Linked DNA regions of Xenopus tropicalis: regions 2 and 3 are each linked to region 1. Evidence: chromatin contacts called from public Hi-C data. All regions are on one chromosome and are shown on one strand. The core of a region is the stretch at or near the end of the contact, and the rest is flanking DNA. Distances in the headings are between cores, read along the strand shown. Region 1 overlaps pcca (propionyl-CoA carboxylase alpha chain, mitochondrial). Region 2 overlaps clybl (citramalyl-CoA lyase, mitochondrial). Region 3 overlaps clybl (citramalyl-CoA lyase, mitochondrial).

Region 1 (2,731 bases), core at 153-2,652:
AGGCTGGTGTAAGACTAGTACAGGTATGGGATGCCTTATCCAGAAACCCGTTATCCAAAATTACGAAATGGCCATCTCCCATAGACCCAATTATAAGCAAATAATTATTATTTTTAAAATGTATTTTCTTTTTTTCTGGTATAATAAAACAGTACCTTGTACTTGATCCCAACTAAGATATAATTAATCCTTATTGGATCGATTCGGCAGCTAATCAGGCCGTGTATGGGCACTCCCGACAGGCCTGCCCGACCGATATCTGGCCTGAAATCGGCCAGATCTCGATCGGCAGGTTAGAAAATCTAGTCGGATCAGGGAGCGCATCAGTTCATTGATGTGGTCCCCAGACCGACTTTGCCTATGCCCGTCATTATAATTCGATCAAATTACACTGGATTCTCCCGATATCACCCACCCGTAGGTGGGGGATATCGGGAGAAGATCCGCTCGCTTGGCCAAGCGAGCGGATCTGCCCATGTATGGGGACCTTTAGATTGCGCCACTGGGGAAGAGACTGATGTGACTGATATACTGTATCATTTCTGTAAAGTGCTTTGTAAATGTGTTCCCACTGTTTAACAGATAACAATATTGGTGTAGCCCAAAAAAGGGTTACAGTTTATTTACAAGCCAATTTTACTTCACAAAAGATTACTACCAAAGTGTTCCTCCCAGTAAGCTGTTTCAATGTTTACATATGTGTATGCTTGCCCTAGATTAAAAGCTGTACCTTTTAGCCTTTTGTTTTTTTAGAAACATACAAATACATTTCCATTTACCAAATGAAAGAAACAAAAGGTGAAAATAAAAATATATATGAATAAAAAGTATTTCTTTGGTACCTTGCTAAAGGCCCATGAAGGACGCTAGCAGGGGAAGTTGGCAAAAAAATTTAATTTCCTTTCATTAACTAGTCTGCTCCACAAATCGGTGCTTGTTAAGTTCAAAGCAGTTTTGAGAAAAAGGTTAGTTTTAAGTCTCTTTATTCTGAGCAGTCACATCTGCTAATGAGATTTCTTCAAAATAACCATTTTTTTTTTTTAAATCACAGGCTCATAGATAAATTCAGAAGAAAAAAGAAAAATATAGGTTTATAATTTTATTGGACCAGTTTATTTTTTCTATGGCATTGCCTTTTTAGAAATCTAGCTTAAAGGGACAGAATTCATGAACAAGAGGTAATTTAGGGATGTTAGTGGCTTGTTCACATTGAGTTTGAAGGCTCTTTGTTCCTGCCTGTGACAGTTATGCGAGAATACTTCCCTCTAATCGCCTCTCTGTCAGGAAGTGTTAAACCTGCCAAATGCAGACAATTAGAGCCTCTTGAGTAAAATGCAGGAAGAGTGATGAATGATGAAGGGCCGTGATTAGAAAAGAGTTTGAAACTTTTTGCATTTCTTTTTGCTTGCAAATCTGATCACGTTTGCAAAAATGCAATTAAAAGGCAAAGTCAAACAAAACCAGTTTTTGTTTAGATACCTCAACAAAGCAGAGCTGATGGGGGCCAGCAATCAGGTTAAGAAGCAGACACTGTAAGCAGAACTTACAAAAACTAACTAAATGGGAGATCTGTCAGAGCTTTAGTTGAACTACAAAACCCAGAATGTACCAAAAGCCCAAGAATTTAAGAAAGAAAGTTCTCAAAAGCACTATGTATTAGGGAAAGTGTGCATCAGTTATTTTCAATGTCACTATGTACATTATGTTTTATAAACTTAGAGGAACCATCATTACAGGATCCTCGCTTATTAAGTTTACATCAAACTTGACCATCCACAAGCAAAAAAAACAAGCAAGCTAAAAAAAAATTTTTCATACGTATAAAGTCATAAAATGTACATCCCTGTAACTATGTAGCTAACCAGCTACAGTATGAGACCATGGCACTCAGAACCCTATACCCAAAATTCCAAAAACAGCAAAACATATCAGTCCACCTACAGAATTTATTTAGGGCTCAAATTTAAAGGAGAACTAAACCCTAAAAATGAAAATGGCGAAAAATGCAGTATTTTATATACTAAACTGACTACTCTAACCAAAAAGCTCAGTAACTGACAGCAGCACAGAACATGTGCAGTGAATCAGCAGAAAAGAAGATTGGGAACTACTGGGGGCATCTTTGGGGGCACAGATCTAAAGGGCTGGGGTTGCCTTGGGCTGGTACAGAAGCCCAAACATAATGCACTACATTTATTTTCTATTTCTTTAGTTAAAGGAAAACTATACCCCCAGAATAAATACTTAACTGACAGATAATTTATATTATGTTAAGTGACCTATTAAAGAATCTTGCCAAACTGGAATATATCAGTAAATATTACCCTTTACACCCTTTCTCTTGATCCACCATTTAAGGTGGCCATACACGGGCCGATTGTAGCTGCCGATATCGGTCCCTTAGACAGATTTGGCAGCTTATCGGCCCGTGTAGGGGCAACAACGATGGGCCTGCCCGACCGATATCTGGCCTGAAATCAGGCAGATATCGATCGACAGGTAAAAAGATTCAGTCGGATCAAATTAGCCTAAATTCGCCCAATATCGCCCACCTGTAGGTGGGGATATCGGGAGAAGATCCGCTCGCTTGGCGACCTCGCCATGCGAGCGGATCTTTACCTGTATGGCCACCTTTTGTGTGCTCTCTCAGAGATCACATGGCCAGAAATAATGCAGCTCTAACTGTAAGAGGAAGTAGTGTGGAAGCAAAAGACAGAACTCCGTCTATTAA
Region 2 (2,731 bases), core at 153-2,652, 250 kb after region 1:
TCTTAATTTGTATGTTTAAATACCTCCCTTGCAATATAGTATACCAATCTAAAAATCCAAATTGAAAAAAAAAATTCCGACGGTTAATAAAAGGCCCAAGATGACATTCAATGTCTAGTAATAAGGGGTTGGTTTTTTTCCCTACTTGTGCACCAGGCTTTTTTTTTCTTGGAAAGTTAACTGGTTTAAAAGACATGTAAAGCCTACATTTACCTACAATGTATATCAGTTGGGCATGTCTCCCCCACCCAAATGGCATTATTTGTACTGCATATATCCCCTCTGCTTGCCAGCACCATCACATTTTCCTAAAGCAAATAGCAGCTTTCACCCGGGGGCCATTTTTCCTCTGATACATAATCAGATACATTTAAATCTGCAAACAGCATACACACACAGACAGACCCTTATTCAATATTCCCCATAAAGGGGACAATGCAACCTTACTATTAACCTCTGGACAACCAGTGTGGCAGGTATTAAAAGATTTCAAAGAGGATGTTCACTGATTTAATTTTTTTTTGTGTGGGGTTTACATGTCCTTTAAGTTTATTAGGAGGTTAAAATTAAAAATGTGTTTCTCAAAGAAAATTGACATGGGGGACAAAGATTTAAGTTATAAACTAAAACCAAAAAGTGATTATAATGTGGCATAAAATTATGTACATGTTTAAATTCAGCGTTTGATTCTCAGATTGTAAGTAAGAAAAATAAACATCCTAACCTTAGAACATTCTAGATTTCCAGTACTGTAACTTCTACCTAAGGCTGACACAGATGCACAAAATAAAAACTACTTGATTCACTGCAAATTGGAGTGTGGATCCTTTTGAAGATTTCTGTATGTCATTTGACCCTGCACCCACAGCTGATCAACCAGTCCAGATTTGAGTGCGGCTGCATGACATAAATATATATATATATATATATATATATATATATATATATATATATATGTCAAGTCTCAAATATACGTCATGGTACTTATTAAGACCTTTATCGAGGATCAGAAAGGTCCTAATTAGGACTGAAACATTGGACTTCTGTATAATGTGAAAAATAAAAACACTTCATCACAAAGGGAGCGTGGTCCTGTGATCAATAATTCCATAATTCTTAATGTTAAATATATATATATATTACTGTATACAGCTGTAGTTGTTTAAGCACAACATAATTCTATGGCCATTGCAACTACTAAAGATTGTGTTGTGCTTATGCACAGTAAGGCCCTGAGGAATATTACATTATCACACATTTCCCTGTTTCTCTTCACATTCTGCCTTCACCACAATAAGGATAAGAGAGATGTTCTTTTGGAGTACCTTGGTTTTATAACCTTGTTTCGCTGTGAGCCTGTCCTCTCCGCATAAACACTCAAAACATGTTAGTGTGAAATTCCACAAGGTAATGGTAAACACTAAAGCCAGCACATTATCTGTATTCATCTCACCAGGGGGTATTAGCACACAGTGTGCAACAACAACCAGACACATGCTGTTCCAGTGTTATGTATTGTTAGCATATACTATAAAACATATAAAGAAATGTATTTCAAATATGGCAGCTGTTTGCTTCAAATTATTGATCCACTGCAAATAAAAGTGTGCAGAGGTTCTTGATACAAACATCTGACACCCTCGCTGTCAAATCAGCCAACCCCTAATTATCATGTCTGGGAAATATAGCATCAATGTTTATGGGTTAAATATATGTGTGTGTTTGACAGATGCCTGGTTTGTGAGAGACTGAAGGCAGCATACTATAATTTAACAATAATGTTTTTACAAGTTTATTCGAACATAAATAATTATATTATATAAAATTAAACAGGGGCAGAGATGTTACATTTAGGCAAATGAATAACAAATGCATTAAAAGGGCCACACTTAAATTCTCATGTATTTGTCCCATGTAAACGTTAAAATAGCCACTGTTTTGTTTTCTCTAGCTTCTTTAAATGTGTTAATGTGTTAGGTTTGACATTGTGCAAATAAAATGCTCTAGATTAATGGGACAATAACTGTGTCCTGTTGATTTCTGGGTGGCCTGCACATGGCTAAACCAGGCAGAATTGTTTTTACATAATGGATATTGGAAAGTTGCTTAGAATTGCAATCAGTGTGTGTGATACCCTTGTATTATATATATATATATATATATATATATATATATATATACACACATACACACAGTAGCGCCTGCCAACCACACCATCTCTGGTGACGTTGGGCAATGGTATATATAATGGCATCTCACCAAGTCAGGTTGGGTCCAGGTTTGGAGAAGGTGGGTTATCCATCAGGTTGCCTTCCTCTGGCTCAACATAGAGTTGTGGAAGAAATAAACTTGTTGAACGGAGTCTTAAAGTCTTGTAGCAGCACTATGAAGCTGGAAGTGCACACTGGTAGAAAATATTTGTGCTCACAAGCTCTGTTATATTATATTCATGTAAAAATTAGCCAGTGGGCTCGACTTAGCTGCTTAGCAGACCTATCTCTTGTTTCACATTTCAGGCAACAATTAGTTATTAAGTGCCTCCATATTAGATGACCACTCCATTATGGTAGAGATCCCGATGTTGTAAACAATAAAGACCCTATTTTCTGGGACCTCGGCAAATTTTCAGTGTTGCGGTAATTCATTCACATACATGAGAAAGAGTTGATCACTGGGTATCAACACATTGACAATATATGGTATACTATATTAAGATTAGCCAAGATATTAG
Region 3 (2,731 bases), core at 106-2,605, 180 kb after region 1:
CTTCTAAACGAAGTGGGTGCCCTCGTGTCCGTTGGAAGGACCTACTGGTAAATAAAGCATTAGAGAGGTTATTATATGATCCCTTTATATATTTATACATAGTTATCATGTCACCTCTTAAGCGCCTCTTCTCCAGTGTAAACAGACCCAACTTGGCCAGTCTTTCTTCATAACTGAGACTTTCCATACCCTTTACCAGCTTAGTTGCCCTTCTCTGGACCCTCTCTAACTCAATATTGTTCCGTTTGAGCACTGGAGACCAAAACTGAACAGCATATTCTAGATGGGGCCTTACCAGCGCTCTGTAAAGGGGAAGAATAACCCCCTCCTCCTGTGAATCTATAACCCTTTTAATACAGCTCAAAACCTTGTTTGCCCTTGCAGCTGCTGCCTGGCATTGCTTGCTACAGCCAAGTTTATTATCTACAAGGACTCCAAGGTCCTTCTCCATTATGGATTTGCCTAGTGCAGTCCCATTAAGGGTATACGGGGCTTGCATATTTTTACATCCCAGGTGCATGACCTTACATTTATCCACATTAAATCTCATCTGCCACTTAGCCGCCCAGATTGCCAGTTGGTCAAGATCCTGCTGCAAGGATACCACATACATTACTTATAATACCCTCCCCTAAGTCATTTATGAACAAGTTAAACAAAAGTGGACCCAGTACAGAACCCTAAGGGACCCCACTGAGAACCTTACTTACCCGAGTCCTTAATGACCAAACAAATAACAGAAAAAAAGTAATCACTGTGACCGTAACTGTGGAAGGTATTGCTGTTACAACTACACAAAGCCATATTGTGTCAAAATAGATATGCAAGATGCTCAAAATGGTTGGTGGATTTTTATATTATACAGGTATTGGACCCCTTATCTAGCAACCCATTATCCAGAAAGCTCCGAATTACGGAAAGTCAATCTCCCATAGACTCCATTTTAATCAAATAATTCACATTTTTAAAAATTCCCTTTTTCTTTGTAATAATAAAACAGTACCTTGTACTTGATCCCAACGAAGATATATTAATCCTTATTGGAGCCAAAACAATCCTATTGGGTTTAATTACTACCACTACCAAGTTTTACTTAGCAAGAGAAACCTCTAGCAACTGCACGTTAACACTTATTGAAGTGCTCCTGTGGCTAAACCTGATCCTCTGCAGTCACACCCCACTCAGCAAAGAGTGTTAGAACTGGGGACAATGGTGGCTTGTTATGTTTATTTACCCTTTCTACAAGCTGGGTTAACTTCAGTACAACAGCTTGCTTTATTCAACAACATGGAACAGACAAGCTGGAGTACCGGTGTTATGCAAATATACCAGGATCTGAGGCACTGGGTTGCACACAGCATGGGCCATAAACTGCACCACTGTGTGTCCAGGCTGGAGTTGACAGTGCTCTGGGAGAGTGGCGCTCAATAGAAAGGAAAGCAAACCCACTAGAGGCAAAAAAGTTAAACACAGGACTGGCCATTTATTGTAAATGTGTTTATATACCAACAGGATGCTCCACTTGGTGGCTTGGAGTTTGCTGTTTGTGCTGTTTTTTCTCTTTGCATTGTGCAGTCTGGGACCACCTGGCAGGAGCTTTATTTAGCAGATGATTCCTTCATGATGGCTCTGGCAAGCGTAACAATGTTCTGGGCCTGCTTAAGCAAGGGCATGTCTATCATGCTGCCATGGAAAGTGAATGCACCCTGCAAAACATCAAAGAAAGGCAGTCACAAATCAGGGTTTGTTATATCTTTCTCAAAAAGCTTTACACATTGACAATAACTTATGAGGTGATCAAACTGCTAAATGGTGTCATCGCCTTAAAGTAATACTATCTTATATTCTAATGAAGGGAGAGACACGTTCTTCTTCCCCCTCTCCCCAAGCTACAGAAAGAAACCACAAAACATTTGTCCATAAGCCCTTATCAGCCTGTGGCAGTACAGACAGTATGGGGTGTATTCATCAAAGTACGAGTTCGAATCCCGAATTGGGAAAAATTTGGATTAAATACGATAAATTCTCATGATAGCAAATATTACATAAATGCTTAAGAAAAAATCGCATTAGTCACGATAATATCGTATTAGCGATCCGAAAGTCACAAAATGTTCATATCCGAACAATCGTAAACGGCAGGAGAACCTTTCTGACTTTGATCCTTTTGTACATGATTTTGGGAGCCTCCCATAGGACTCAATGGCACTCTGCAGCTCCAACCTGGCCCAAGGAAAGTCTCCCATAGGGCTCAATGGCACTCTGCAGCTCCAACCTGGCCCAAGGAAAGTCTCCCATAGGGCTCAATGGCACTCTGCAGCTCCAACCTGGCCCAAGGAAAGTCACGATACCGAAGCTTGAATCCGAAACTTTCGTACTCGGCGCAACAATACGATTTTGTCGCAAGGTACAAAAGAATTGCGCAAAATATGAAAAAGTAGCAGAAAATGCGCACAGTACGAACAAATACAAATTTTTTGTAATTCGTACCTGTCGTACTTTAATAAATAGGCCCCTATGTATTCATAGTTACCTAGTTAATTTGGGTTGAAAAAATTAGACAATATTCCATCAAATTCAACCCATCATATGACCCCAGTGCATATTTTATATACATACATATGTACATATACTAGACCTATTTATATGCTCACATATATAAAAAAATATATATACACATAACGATACTAAACTAACTGTCGATCTTAGGATCACAGTAGCCTTGGATATT

What was found. A called contact is a pair of places that touch in the nucleus more often than the background predicts.
Region 2: a Hi-C map of gastrula embryo shows a contact between it and region 1, with 2.2 times the contacts expected there. The contact joins two enhancer-like sites. A contact is called at or near these places in 2 of 5 Hi-C or Micro-C datasets (gastrula embryo and neurula embryo).
Region 3: a Hi-C map of gastrula embryo shows a contact between it and region 1, with 3 times the contacts expected there. The contact joins two enhancer-like sites. A contact is called at or near these places in 2 of 5 Hi-C or Micro-C datasets (gastrula embryo and neurula embryo).

Annotation. Positions count from the first base shown.
Region 1 is chr2:120,649,494-120,652,224 of UCB_Xtro_10.0, forward strand. All of the region lies in intron 7 of pcca (propionyl-CoA carboxylase alpha chain, mitochondrial), which reads right to left. Among named protein-coding and RNA genes, the nearest start is that of pcca, 87 kb to the right of the region's middle. Within about 2 kb of position 1,403, at least 3 of the 11 cell types and tissues checked have an H3K27ac peak or open chromatin away from gene starts, as enhancers often do. A contact at or near this core is called in gastrula embryo and neurula embryo, where this site is marked.
Region 2 is chr2:120,901,614-120,904,344 of UCB_Xtro_10.0, forward strand. The region is part of intron 2 of clybl (citramalyl-CoA lyase, mitochondrial); the gene reads right to left. Among named protein-coding and RNA genes, the nearest start is that of clybl, 100 kb to the right of the region's middle. Within about 2 kb of position 1,403, at least 2 of the 11 cell types and tissues checked have an H3K27ac peak or open chromatin away from gene starts, as enhancers often do. A contact at or near this core is called in gastrula embryo and neurula embryo, where this site is marked.
Region 3 is chr2:120,825,061-120,827,791 of UCB_Xtro_10.0, forward strand. It overlaps clybl (citramalyl-CoA lyase, mitochondrial), which reads right to left. Exons shown (of 8, transcript XM_004911819.4): 8 at 1,461-1,706. The coding sequence ends at 1,599. Among named protein-coding and RNA genes, the nearest start is that of zic5, 35 kb to the left of the region's middle. Within about 2 kb of position 1,356, at least 2 of the 11 cell types and tissues checked have an H3K27ac peak or open chromatin away from gene starts, as enhancers often do. A contact at or near this core is called in gastrula embryo and neurula embryo, where this site is marked.